Linked DNA regions of Zea mays: region 1 is linked to region 2. Evidence: chromatin contacts called from public Hi-C data. All regions are on one chromosome and are shown on one strand. The core of a region is the stretch at or near the end of the contact, and the rest is flanking DNA. Distances in the headings are between cores, read along the strand shown. Region 1 holds the start of LOC100194182 (nuclear transcription factor Y subunit A-3). Region 2 holds the start of LOC100280168 (Protein LONGIFOLIA 2).

What was found. Hi-C and Micro-C count contacts between places; a contact is called where the count stands out from the background.
Region 1: a Hi-C map of tassel shows a contact between it and region 2, with 3 times the contacts expected there. The contact joins the promoter of LOC100194182 here to the promoter of LOC100280168 in region 2. A contact is called at or near these places in 8 of 25 Hi-C or Micro-C datasets (ear, leaf, root tip and 1 more).

Annotation. Positions count from the first base shown.
Region 1 is chr2:217,574,988-217,581,694 of Zm-B73-REFERENCE-NAM-5.0, reverse strand. LOC100194182 (nuclear transcription factor Y subunit A-3) reads left to right here and starts at 1,801. Exons shown (of 7, transcript NM_001358907.1): 1 at 1,801-1,864; 2 at 2,823-2,961; 3 at 3,062-3,209; 4 at 3,706-3,818; 5 at 3,901-3,975; 6 at 4,669-4,833; 7 at 5,271-5,939. The coding sequence starts at 2,899. The coding sequence ends at 5,609. It overlaps LOC100384754, which reads right to left. Exons shown (of 4, transcript NM_001177215.1): 4 at 6,292-6,643. The coding sequence ends at 6,449.
Region 2 is chr2:217,440,896-217,448,117 of Zm-B73-REFERENCE-NAM-5.0, reverse strand. It overlaps LOC100280168 (Protein LONGIFOLIA 2), which reads left to right and starts at 5,683. Exons shown (of 5, transcript NM_001153100.1): 1 at 5,683-6,305. The coding sequence starts at 6,107.

The sequences.
Region 1 (6,707 bases), core at 552-3,051, 140 kb before region 2:
AGCACACTATTCATCAGTCCAGCAGGCTCCGCATCCGGCTCCGTAAAACGCACGGCCTGTACCCTGACTCCCCATTTCCACGCTTTCTCTCTCCTCTCCGCAGCTCTCTGCGTGCGCGCGCGGCTGCTCGCGGGCCCCAGGTGTCATAGACTGCATGCGGAGTGGGATGGGGAGTGTTGCTGGAAACGGAGACGGATACAGAGAGGAGAGAGAATGTGTTGGCTGCGCGTTTTAGGGATACGGAGAGGGAGTCTGCTGGAGTTGGTCTAAGGGTTCCAACCTCAAACATTTTACACTCTCGGGCTCTCACAACCCTCCTATAATAGGAACTTAGCCGTTTTTCCATAATCCATTTCACTCAAAGAGGACATAGGGTATTACACTCAGGCGTCTCAAACCTGTTTAAAACCCTTGTCTCCCTCGTTATACACCTTTGGTTAATTTGGTTATTTAAGAGTAGAAGCCAAAATTATCTTTCTTATTTTAATTGGTTGTTATCTAGAATTGAACAAGGAACCGATCTTTTTATTTTCAAAATTTAGTTCTTGTTTGGTTTAACAATTTAGATTAATTATGTCATGTCGCATCTCTAGGCAATGTTCTTCATCTCGTCCTCTATATTAGAGACATAATCCATTCTATTTTTGTATGTACATATTTGTTATATTATCAAATGTCTTATATAGATTTTAGTTTTTGCTTAATTTGTTACTTAAAATATAAAAATAGATAAATGAGAGAAAAAACTCTATACATAGAGGGAGTGGAAGGATTGTCTTTTATATTTTGAAGCTCTCAAAACGCATACGAGAACAAATTTCGATGTCAAAACCGAGTCAAAAGAGACAATAGAGTTTAGGGTGTTTGGTTTTAGGGACTAAAGTTCAGCACACATTAGATTGGATGTTTGAATGTCCATTACAAGTATTAAATATGCTCTAATAATTATAAAGTTAATTACACAAATGAAGACTAAACGGCGAGACTAATTATTAAGCATAATTGATTACCGATTAGCAAATGGTTACTGTAGCATCACACGGGCAAATTATAGACTAATTAGATTCAATAGTTTGTCTTATCGTTTAGTTCTCACAAGTACAATTAGTTTTATAATTAAATTATATTTAATATTTCTAACTAGCATCAAATATTCGATGTGTCATGAATTAAAATTTAGTACGAGAAAACAAACAGGGTAACTTGACATCTCTTGTCTTCACCATTTTTGAACAACGTAAATACCTAATTTTTATCTAAGAGACAACTAAAAGAGCCAAATCTCGCTTTAGGTGTCAGTTTCTAGGACATTCATGATGCTTCACCCTTTGGCCTCCGTGCCTTTTTGCCTCTAGATTAGATGTGTTTTTGGCTTGATAATTAACAACGGTAAGTATGGATTTAGGTTTCTATTTAAGATAAAGAAATGAACCCAGTTGAAGAATTGAGCTACAATTGGATATTAAAAGATTCAATCCAAAACGCGTGACGCCGCCGATCCCAAACACGGCCAACGAATCAAAAGTGGTAAGAACCCGTGAAAACATAGCAAATGTCTGATCACCGTGCGTCTGGGTTCTTGGTGCACCTACCAATATTCAAGGCGGGTGACGTGTGAGCACCGAGCAGCGGAGGGGGCGGCAAAACATTTCTTGTTTGTTTATTGCGCCGAAAAAACTAACAGACCCAGAAAAGGACAGAAAGAGGCTGCACAGTAGGCGCGTATATTTGGCAGCAGGAGCGGCCTCGTCGTGCCCCGTATCACTCCTCAGTTGCTTCGACGTATTTCTCTCTCTATCTATACGATTCCGAAGAAGGTAGAGAGAGAAACTCGAAGGGGAGAGGACAGAAGAGGGAGATACAGGTACACTGCCCCTGACCCCTCCTCGATTGGTCAGTTCTGTTCTTGAGCGCACTGCCACCACAGATTGGACGGCTTGTCTGCTCTCCGTTCCCGGAGTGGCGTCGTGCTCACTCTGCTGGGTTGCTTTGCCTTATAGTCTTGCTCTGCGGTTTGATTTGCTTCATCTTTTTTTTTCTTCAATCTTGTCACTCCTAAGGTTTCCCCCCTCTGGTTTTCTTGATTCCCCGCTTGGGAATTTGTGAAGTTTAACAGGATTTTTTTGGCTGAGTTCGCATGTTTCTGTTCTTGGCCATGCCCATGCTATGCTTGCTTGGATAAGCTTTGGCTTCAGCCTAGCTCGCATTGCACGATGCGTTGTTCCTACTTCCTAGAATCCGATCGCAAGTCCTATGAGCTGACCACTATTTCGTGGATTGCCCGGGGCGTGGGCTGCTGATGGTTTCGGCAATTTGGGTGGGTGGGAATCTGCAATCCCTTTTCTATTCTAGCTAGGATTAGATGGCTTGAATCTAAATTGTGCAGACTCTGGTGATTATAACTGTCTGATAAAGGGTCATCTTGAGGGTGCGGATATGCATGTTAGAACTTCAGGGGAGTGTCGAGTCAGGCTTATCAGTGCCTAAACTTGTTGATACGAGCTAAAAGTTTGCTGAAGCATCTTTCCTGTGAGGACCTGACAACTGACATGCACAAAATTAGTGGGATAAAATGCTGATCCACTCTTGGTAAAAACAAAGGTTCTCTATAGTGTTTTCCAGTGTCCAAACATCTGAGATGGGAAAAAATAACTTGCCATTGATGATAATGAGATAATCCACTGAAAGCAGATACCACTTGGCACTCTGCCTGGAATAGATGTCAATCTGTAACTGATAGAGTAGGGTTCCGTCAATTACCCTTGTTCTTTAGCTTGTTACTGTGAATTCAGCTAATTCAATGCGGGCTACTTGCCACAAAGGTTAATTTTTAGGTACCAGATCATCTGATTTCTCAGAAGCAAAATGTTGTTTGGAGCTCAGTGACACCATCTTGTAATGCCTGTGATTTTACGGGAAATGGAGGATCATTCTGTCCATCCCATGTCTAAGTCTAACCATGTAAGTGTTGGTATTTATGCTGTCAAGACCTTAAACCCTAAACCTGTGTCTGTTTGCCATACCACAGATAGTTAGCTCATTAGCTAGCCTATATATGTAGGGCTCCTTGTCAGGAAATGGTTATGAGATGAAACATTCAGGCCATAAAGTTTGCGATAGGGATTCATCATCGGAGTCTGATCGGTCTCACCAAGAAGCATCAGCAGCAAGTGAAAGCAGTCCAAATGAACACACATCAACTCAATCAGGTACTTCTTTATCTCCAACCACATTATCAGTTATATATATTTTTACACCGTTGGCATTGGAACACAGCTTCATTTTAAGTTTACTTCACAAGAAATGTTATGAACTGATGAATTCTGAGTTGAATCTGTTCAGATGCCTTTATTTATTTGCTCTGTTATGCTGTAGTGCCAGTATCCATAAGTTCTACTACGCATGCAGTTTTACATGGACATTTTCATATTCTTGTATTGCTCCTTGAGTGATAGTCAGATAGTATTCATATGGACTCAAATTAGAAATGGGTATATCGAAATTTAGTCACTTTGTTGTAGATGTTCCTGCCTTTTTTGCATAAAAGAATCCTTTGCTCCTATTACCAACTTCACCAACCCCTTGTCTTTTGAGAAATCTCCAATTATCTTGGCCTTTGAAACAATGTTCCCCTGTCCAAGACTAATATCTAATAAGGTTTATTGATACATAACCACCATCATGAAAGTGTATTTTTGTCTTCAGACAATGATGAAGATCATGGGAAAGATAATCAGGACACAATGAAGCCAGTATTGTCCTTGGGGAAGGAAGGCTCTGCCTTTTTGGCCCCAAAATTACATTACAGCCCATCTTTTGTAAGTTCCATTTGATTGGGAGAAGTGCTGCTTTCTTAAATATTATGTGCTGCCTTGAGCTAACTTCCTACATTTGTTCCAGGCTTGTATTCCTTATACTTCTGATGCTTATTATAGTGCGGTTGGGGTCTTGACAGGATATCCTCCACATGCCATTGTATGTTCACTCTTAATTTTTCAGTTTCTGTCTTCCTGGCCACATTCTGTAAGTAAATATCAAACATTTAGAGTTACAAAATCATATAATGATTTCTCTATGATACATTTGCAGTTATTTTAATTTTAGAGAGAGATCGTCATTGATTCCTTTATATTAGGTGTTACAAAGGCTCCTTGTGAAACTCATTCTTTCTGCTTCCTTATTTGTGAATTGATTATTTTTCAAAGCAACAGAAATGGTAAATCATGCTTTTCACTTGAAGTTTGACGATGCACAAGAAATTTTGTTGCACCATTTTTGGTTTAATGCTCTTCTTTTCTATAATTTGCACAAAGCTTAATGGAAGTTATTTATGATATCTCCAGATAAAAAATGGCAGTTGGTGCATGTGCGCATCTGGGGAAGGGTCAGACCCAACCCGGACCTGCATAAGCGGGAGCACATGCACGAGACTGCCTTTTTGTCTGGAGATATTATAAATAGCTTCCATTAAGTTCTGTGCAAATTATATAAAAATAAGAGTGTTGATAAAAAACTAAGAACGTTGATAAAAGGCTATTTATGATCTCTAGATAAAAGATCTAAGGAGTACAAAACCATAATGCATAGGCTCCTTCATATCCAAAAACCTTTTTGTTGCCAAACAAATGAGCCTGCATTAATACCGTCATTCCTGTAATATGCATTTAGGTCCATCCCCAGCAAAATGATACAACGAACACTCCGGGTATGTTACCTGTGGAACCTGCAGAAGAACCAATATATGTTAATGCAAAACAATACCATGCAATCCTTAGGAGGAGGCAAACACGTGCTAAATTGGAGGCCCAGAACAAGATGGTGAAAAATCGGAAGGTAATACATAGTAATTTTCCAATTCCTGATGCTGATTTGGTAAGATGACTTTCATTGTTCTTTAGCATTTGCTGCATACAGAGCTTTGATTATCAATACAGTAGATTTTTCTTGGGTCTTGACCATATTCAGAGGGAGGTCACAAAAGACCCTCTGGCTACAATTTCAGTGGGTTTGTCATAGGCTTAATTTTTTTATTAGCAAATTGTTCTGGACTTGTGTCACCAAGCATTTTTGTAAGGGTGAGAGTAATAATTATTTTGTAACTAGCTAACATCAAGCATTTTCTTGGCTTCTTCAACATTTTTTCATCTGTTCTTTTCTGATCTGAAAGCTGCATGAATTAGTCCTGCATTCCTATACAGGCAATAGTTCTGTTACTTCAGCTATATAATTTATATGGCAAATACACGTTACAAAGTTGCATTTCTTCACAGCCATATCTTCATGAGTCCCGACATCGTCATGCCATGAAACGGGCTCGTGGATCAGGAGGACGGTTCCTCAACACAAAGCAGCTCCAGGAGCAGAACCAGCAGTATCAGGCATCGAGTGGTTCATTGTGCTCAAAGATCATTGCCAACAGCATAATCTCCCAAAGTGGCCCCACCTGCACGCCCTCTTCTGGCACTGCAGGTGCTTCAACAGCCGGCCAGGACCGCAGCTGCTTGCCCTCAGTTGGCTTCCGCCCCACGACAAACTTCAGTGACCAAGGTCGAGGAGGCTTGAAGCTGGCCGTGATCGGCATGCAGCAGCGTGTTTCCACCATAAGGTGAAGAGAAGTGGGCACAACACCATTCCCAGGCACACTGCCTGTGGCAACTCATCCTTGGCTCTTGGAACTTTGAATATGCAATCGACATGTAGCTTGAGATCCTCAGAATAAACCAAACCTTCAGTTATATGCAAGCCTTTTTTGAGGTTGCTGTTGCTGTACCTGAGAACTGTGGTTAGGTTATGAGTTTGTTCCTCAAAACTGACCCATACATGACATGCTACCTTGTGCTGAGTTTCTGAGACAAAGCCATCGAAACATGATCTTGTGGTTCAGTACTTTGCTGCCATTAGTGTCTGATAAACTAGCTCCCCAGTTTGCAGTTTCTCTGAATTCCAGCATGTCTAGCCTCAGCCAACGTTTTGCATTTGATGTGACGATGACATACCATACACATTTGTGCATTCATCTATGTTCTCAAAGCAGCACTGCAGAGATGTTAGGAGTGAACAGAAATAATGATGCTCACGCCGAGAACAAATCACTTCCATAGGATGCGCATGGAGCGATCCTATCGAACTAATCATATAGCATTGTCAGTTTGAGCTTGACAAATGGAAAAATCTGTTACTTAAGCGAAGTAGATCAATGGATCAATCCATGCCCATCCCTATTTTCCTTACTCAAGGAAAAGGAAACAGTGAGAAGCATTTGATACAGTTCAGGGAAACGCCCAAGTGTATATCATATCAGGTTCTTAAGCTCAAATTAATCAACCAGAACTTGTGTTTTGCAAGTAGTTCTTAGCCAACTGCGTCAATTTACAGGCCCACAGGAAGACAATTTACAACTTGGGCAAAGAAAGTACTAGGGGAAATTGAAAAACCAGTCCCCAGTTTTTTAAATAGAAGCGCTGAGCCTCAGCACCATCTCAAGCCTCTCCGCCTTTCGGTAGTCGTTGTCGGTAAGTTGTCCAGCAGGGAAAGGTGTAATCTCCAGAAGCAGGTGAGGAGTTGGAAGCTCATCGAACAACGCTCTCACGTTGTAGCAGCAAACACTTTCGCCATGAGCACTTTCCCTCCTAACTTGGCAACCCTGATTGGTAGTTTAAACATGAGGACTTATTTAGTAACAACCAAACAAAAGCAAAAAAGAAACA
Region 2 (7,222 bases), core at 4,434-6,933:
TGTGGAGAGCCACACGCGCGCGCGCGCTCGCTCGCCTCGCCTCGCCTGGCCTGGCCGGGGCGGGGCGAAGGGCGCGGGCGCACGACATGCGCGTGAATGGTCCGCCGAAATCCGGCCCCTCGCCTTGCGGGGGCGCGGCTACCTTTTGCCGTTTGATTTTTTGGTTTCTTGGCTGTTACGCTTATCCTAACCGATCGCTACAAAATCTCAACTGATTGCGAGATTTTCGTGGGTGGATAAGATTTTCGTGGGTGGATAAGCACGGGGGTCGCGGACTCGGCCCTATAAAAGGAGCCCGGCAGCCAGCCTCCAATTCATCCCAGATCCCAGTTCGCTTTCGCCTCTCTTCATAGCTGAGCCGCCTTTTAGTTCCCTTCGTCCCGACCGCAGAGGTGCATCTGCGATCAGGAGAGCAGGTCTCCGGAACCCTTCGTCTTCTAGATCCTGCACCGGGAGAGGGCGAATAAGGTTTTTGGGAAGCGTCTTCACGCGACTGCTCGTGATCTGCTGACCTCGTCGACCCAGCTGATCCTGGCGCGCGCCAACAATCAGTAAGTCTAATCAGTACGCATCATCTGATTTGGCTTTTATTTCAGTTCTTCTGATTTGATCATGATTTATATTCGGAATTTAATTTGGAATTTGTCTAATTATTCAACACCAACTACGTACTGGAGTCCAATGGCTGTGTTGTGCATGTTACACACGTACTAGCTGTGCGCCATAATTGCCGTCTCGTAAACCACCTGGATCGTACGTACCAGCTAGCACTAGCAGCGGTAAAAGCTGTCACGGGTTCAGACAGCGGACGCGCGTGCAGTAAGACGTGGGGAGTGTGCACGAGCACGACGCAGGCATATATATGACTCCACCCCACGGACGGAGTGACGCTCACGCGGACCCAGGGGTTGGGTTCATTTCGTCCCCGCTCCAGGCCGTGACGAATTTTACCAGTCAGGCCCACAGCGCTGCGAACCGGAATCTGTACTACCGTACAGTTGTATACACACACTACAAACAGTAGCCGTCAGTCAGATCGATCCGCGGACGTCACATGCATGTACAACTAGCAACTACAACTAGCAGCAGGCTCTTCGCCACACGGCCTGCGGACTGCAGTGCAGGTACTGTACGATAATAAACGGCAGGCACTGGCTCGCTCTCTGTCTGTGTCTCCCATGCAGGCACTCGCGTACAACCAAACAGAACAGAGAGCGTGTGTATGACGAGACAGCAGACAGACGAGCCTCTGCCTGTTCGTAGGTACCAAATTGTACCTGGGATGGGATCTAGCAGTAGACAACCCCTATCGTATTCTCAGGATCTTAGCTAGATAGATAGACCGAATTTTTTGTTTTTGAGTCCTTTTTGAGTCAAAAATTTCCAATTAGACCCCCAGAAAAATTAAATGCAATTTTGGACCCATTTCTCGGCGCCATGAGCTATGGCGCCGAGTTTACACATCTCGGCGCCATAGATCTTGGCGCCGAGCTACCTGCCGCGCTGTCGTCCACGAGCTGACGCGGCGTCGACGTGGCACCGAGCTCGGCGCCAAGATCTATGGCGCCGAGCTCGAATATATAACCATAAAGCTTGTCTAGCTCAGTTGGCAGAGCGCAAGGCTCTTAACCTTAAGGTCGTGGGTTCGAGCCCCACCGTGAACATATTTTTTTGTCTTTGTCACTGATTTGTTTTTTATTGTCCAGATTTTTTTGTTTATGCCGCTGATTTGTCCGTGCGTTCAATATTTTTTGTGACGATGCGTGGGAGAAATACATACATATTACACACTTTCTTTCCGCCCAAAGTGGCATGCATGGCTGAAAATGCACGCACGCAGGAACGCACGACAGAAGCGGCGCCTTTTGGGGAAAGGCCATATGGGTTTGTGGCTCATCACAAACCAAAATAAATAAATAAAAAATAAAAAGTGAATGAACTTAGTGATATGGAATACTGAATTCTCATGCAACAAGATGACCTGATGGAGTATCTCCTTGATTAACTTTGATGGCTGTGTGGTAGTAGTGGCTTCTAAAATTAAATAAAGTTGCGTTATTAATAGAGGATGCGTTATGTTGGTGTAATGGTACAATCATTTATGTTGTTGAGTGTGTTTATATATGTGCGCGAGAATGGATTCCACCCGGCTTTATTAATAGGTGAGGCCGGCCAGGCTGCTTCTTTTCGCTTTTATTTGGTGGAATGCACCTTCTGGAACAAGTAAACCGTAAGAGACAGAGCATCTCTGGGGGAGTTCAGGCGCAAGTTCGTGGCATGCATCTTGACCAGAACGCTAGCTACTTTAATTTCCGATGGTATCATCGGATGAGGGCCGTTCACGGTTTACAAAACCGTTTTAGGTTACCGGAGGTAAATCGATGGAAAATCGATAAAAACAAAAAAATCTGGATAATAAAAAATAAATCAGTGACAAAGACAAAAAATATTGAACGCACGGATAAATCAGCGGCATAAACAAAAAAATCTGGACAATAAAAAACAAATCAGTGACAACGACAAAAAAATATGTTCACGGTGGGGCTCGAACCCACAACCTTAAGGTTAAGAGCCTTGCGCTCTGCCAACTGAGCTAGACAAGCTTTGTGGTTATATATTCGAGCTCGGCGCCATAGATCTTGGCGCCGAGCTCGGTGCCACATCGACGCCGCGTCAGCTCGTGGACGACAGCGCGGCAGGTAGCTCGGCGCCAAGATCTATGGCCCCGAGATGTGTAAACTCGGCGCCATAGCCCATGGCGCCGAGAAATGGGTCCAAAATTGCATTTAAGTTTTCTGGGGGTCTAATTGGAAATTTTTGACACAAAAAGGACTCAAAAATAAAAAATTCGGATAGATAGACGTATGTGTACGTACACGCGTAGGGTACCACTGTTGCTTATACGCTGTGCCTGTGCGCACGCGTAGGTACCACTGTTGCTTATACGCTGTGCCTGTGCGCGCGTGGCCCGGCGGCGGCTGCTCCTGGCAAAAGGGTGGCGATAGATGCCGACGAGATGCTCGCTCATCGGTCACCGTTGCCACTCCGTCCTCCCAAGGCAGCAGGACAAGACTGATGGTGGACGTGTGCATCGGCATGCGCCTCTCGGCCGGCACAGCGACTGGTGCGCTAAGGCTGGTCCGGCCGCCTCGCTTCCGTTCCGTTCCGTCCTAATTTTTTTTGTATTTTAGCCCTTAAACAGAAGTAAAATCACGTTTAGACCTAAAAAAATTTTAAACTCAGTTTTGGACCCTTAGCTCGGCGCCATAGGCCATGGCGCCGAGCTAACACAGCTCGGCGCCACAGCCTATGGCGCCGAGCTGTGACGTGGCAGCAACGGCTAGTTGCGTCCAGGGCTGACCTGGCGCTGACGTGGTGCCGTAGCTCGGCGCCACAGCCTATGGCGCCGAGCTGTGACGATGCACCAACGGCTAGTTGCGGCCCGGCCTCGTAGCTCGGCGCCACAGATCTTGGCGCCGAGCTACAAATTCCTATAAAAACGCCCGCGCGGCTGGCCGAGAGCAGCTCATTTCATCCCATTTCCAAACTTCGTCAAAATTTGCTGGATTCAAAGATTTGAGTTGGTTCACTTCGTAGACCAAGGTATGATTTCTAACTGATTCGTTTTGGATATTGGGTTGTTAGTTTAATAATTTGTATACACCTATTATATTATCATTTCGATTATTAGTTTGTGTAAACTTATTATAAAGCATAATAGGTACAAGTGATAATTATAATCGTTTATTAGATGAAAGACATGTACCGAGAGGCGTTGTGGCAGAAGAGAGGTCGTCCTCGGGAGTTATATCCGGACGTATCTAGCAAGGATGCTCCTGTTCCTCCTGAACTCCCCGTGCCTAACTGTGACTGTGGAAGACTGGCTTGGGTACATCAATCACAACATCCAGACACGGCTGCTCGCTGCTACTACCTTTGTGGCACTTTGAACGTACGTAGCTTATGACTTGTCACTTAATTTTTTTCGCATTCATTATTTTGTAGACATGTAATAGTGCATCTTTCCATTATTTTAGGGACATGAGAGGTGTTTCTTTTTCCAGTGGATCGATGGTCCTGATAAATTTGACCCTCGATATCTTCTTTTTGTTAATTGGTTGAGTGGAAAGACCAGTCATGAGCGTTTTAAGCGTTGGGTACCTCCTCCCCCGAATCCTCCACCAATGACGGATGCAAAGAAGGAGGTAGCAACGGAAAGACGGATGGACTCACCGCCTCGATGCGATTGTGGAGACCGTGCTGTCATCCAACCGCCTGGTGATGCCTGACCGGTCACTGGACGACCCATAATGCTGAGACCAAGAATCTTCTGGCAATCTTCAAGGGTCACGGTCATCTCACCGCAGGGAAGGTGGAAAGTGTGAGTCTCTGTCCGCCACCTATTGGAAGACAAAAGAATACAAAATCATTAGTATGCAAAGTAGATTTGATAATTGTAAATATTAAACAACTAGAGAAGTCTTTACCTGTCGACCAGAGCCGTCAACGCCGCTGGGTTGAAAGTGGGCAGCCCACGGCGGACCTCGTACGATAAGACGTCCAAGCCAGCCCTCTGTAGGAGAGGAGTGTACCTCTCATCGTACCTCATCTCCTCCAGAAACCGGTCGTGGGTCCGGACCCGCAGAACGGGCAACACCTAGCAATCAAAAGAATTTTCATTAGTCAAATATAGGTCGCATATATTAATTCGAAAATTTAATTTATGTACAAAATATTACCTCTCCCTCTGCGGTGAGACGGCCCCTGTGGTGCTCGTCGTAGTGAGGGTCCAGCAAGTGGAACTGCGCCATCCTGCAAATTAAGATATCAACATATTAAAATATAAGTTGTGTACAAAGTGTAACAAAAACATCGACATATTAGAATAAAATTTGTGTATAAAAAATATCACACCTGACTCCGGGCGGCGGAGCTCGGGCGGAGCGCGGCGGGGCGGCCGGCGGAGCTCGGGCGGTGCTCGAGGGCGGAGCTCGGGGCGGCAGCTCGGGCGGAGCTCGCGGCGGGCCTGGGCCGGGGCGGCCGTGCGGCGGCCAGCCGGAGCTGGGGCAGGCGGCGGCGGCGACCCGCAGACAAACCCGAGGGCAGACGGCGGCGGCGTGATTTTGTGGGCGGTGGCGAGTTCGTAAACGGCGGCGGCTTGAATTGGAATGAGCCGAGAAGACAAGAAACGCGCAGAGAGAAGGCTGTTTGCGGATTTTTCCTAGCTCGGCGCCAAGATCTGTGGCGCCGAGCTAGGTGCCACGCGGGACTGCCACGTCACGAAGGTCGGCACCACAGGCTGTGGCGCCGAGCAAAGGGTTCAAAACTGCATTTAAAATTTTTTTAGGTCTAAACGTGATTTTACTTCTGTTTAAGGGCTAAAATACAAAAAAAAAAAAATTCGGCCGTTCCGTCTCCTCTCATCCCCGGCCGCGCGCGTTGTTTCGTCCATCGATCAAAAACTCCTGTGCGCGGGGCAGGAGAAGGGGGGGTTCCGTGTCTGACAGGCATCACATGCCCGCGCACACCCATAGGCTCGCAATGATCAACACCTCACATGGGGGGACTTGTGACGCTGCAGGACCAGGGACACGCCTTGACCCACCCCACCCCACCCCAACACACCATGCCCCTCCCTTATTTCAACCCCATCGGCTAGACCCAGACCCAGACCCAGAGCCAGCCCGCCGGCCTCCCTCCCTCCCCACGACGACAGCCTGCATGCCCATGGCGCCGCAATGATAACATTCCTCTGAGAGCTCGCCCCCGACTCCAAAACCGAGCACACATCTGCTCCGGCTTCTACTTCTACCAGTACACATCCGCAGTACCAGCCGTGTGCGCGTGCAGGCAGGACTGCTTCCCCTTCTCCTCGCCACTGCACGCCGCCTAGCTCGGCCTCAGCTCTGACCGGGTGACTCACTGACCGACGACGCCTCGGAAGCTTCTCTGCCGCCGGCCTGGCCACGTCGGTCGCCGTCGTCGGACCCCGAATGAGAGCCGGCGATCGTCCCGCAGAGCGCACGCCGTCCCGTGCCTGGTGATCGGGGGCCGACAACGACAGCTTGGGGAGCGAGGCAGAGGCACACGCCCGGACCGGAAGACGATGCCGCCCGCGAGGGTGCGCGGCGCCGCCGCCGGCCTGGCCGACGACGCGCGGGACCTCCAGCGCCAGATGGGCTGCATGGCCGGCATACTCCAGATCTTCGACCGCCAGCGTCTCATCGCTGGGGCCGCCGGCCGCCAAGCCGCCCGGCAGCGCCAGGCGCACAAGAGGCTGCCTCCGCCTTCGGCTCCTCCACCGGGTAATGGCTTGGCTGCCTCCTCGCGGGCTTCTCTGTTTCTCTCTCTGTTCCCTGCATCTTTCGGCTGCGTGTCGTGTTAGTGCCATTCACTTGCATCAACCTTTTCACAAACAGCCTTGTTTTTTCTTTATTTATTTCAGCTTTGATAATTAATAACGTTTTGCTTCTGACTTCTGAGAACTGATAATCGAGTCCTGGTGTGTTCACTAGAGATGAGAAAGCTAGGTGTCATTTCTTTTTTACTTGTATAAACAAAAAAAAAAAGTTGCTTCGAAATCTGGAAACAAGCCCGTTCGTACTGTTATTCAAAGTTTGCTAAAAAAGACTGACAGTTGGAAGGTTCAGCAAAGGACAACCTATCAAAGGAATAATAATAAAAACAAACTCGGTTGGTAAAACTGCCTACATATATATATATATAAACCTGTTGGCTTACTAGTCTCTAACTTAATTCATGTGTATATATTGGTGTTGGTTGATACGGGTTTAGTTTAAATCTTGCATTCATTCACCCTAATATACATTGGTTGAGGTGGATACATAAAGTACAACTTGACAACAAAAGAAAAATAGTAAAAAATTGACATGTTGGTACCAGAATACTACTTTTTTTTATCTCCACTTACCTTTTTCACTGGCAAGAGACTAGGAGGTTTGTTGTGCAAGTTACATGCTGTGAGCAAAACCATGTGTACTATAGCAGTGGTTGACTCTAGTACTTATGACCATAAAAGGCATTTACTTTAAGGTTGCACTAATAAATGACGCCACATGACACAACCTTTTTAGAACTAGATGAGCACGGCATCGGCGTAATCACATCCAATTGATGAAGATTCGGGGTACCCAGAACCGGAAATAGAATGAGGATAACTATTTTCACTGACTGAGGAGTGAGGACAGCTGAACATTTCGTT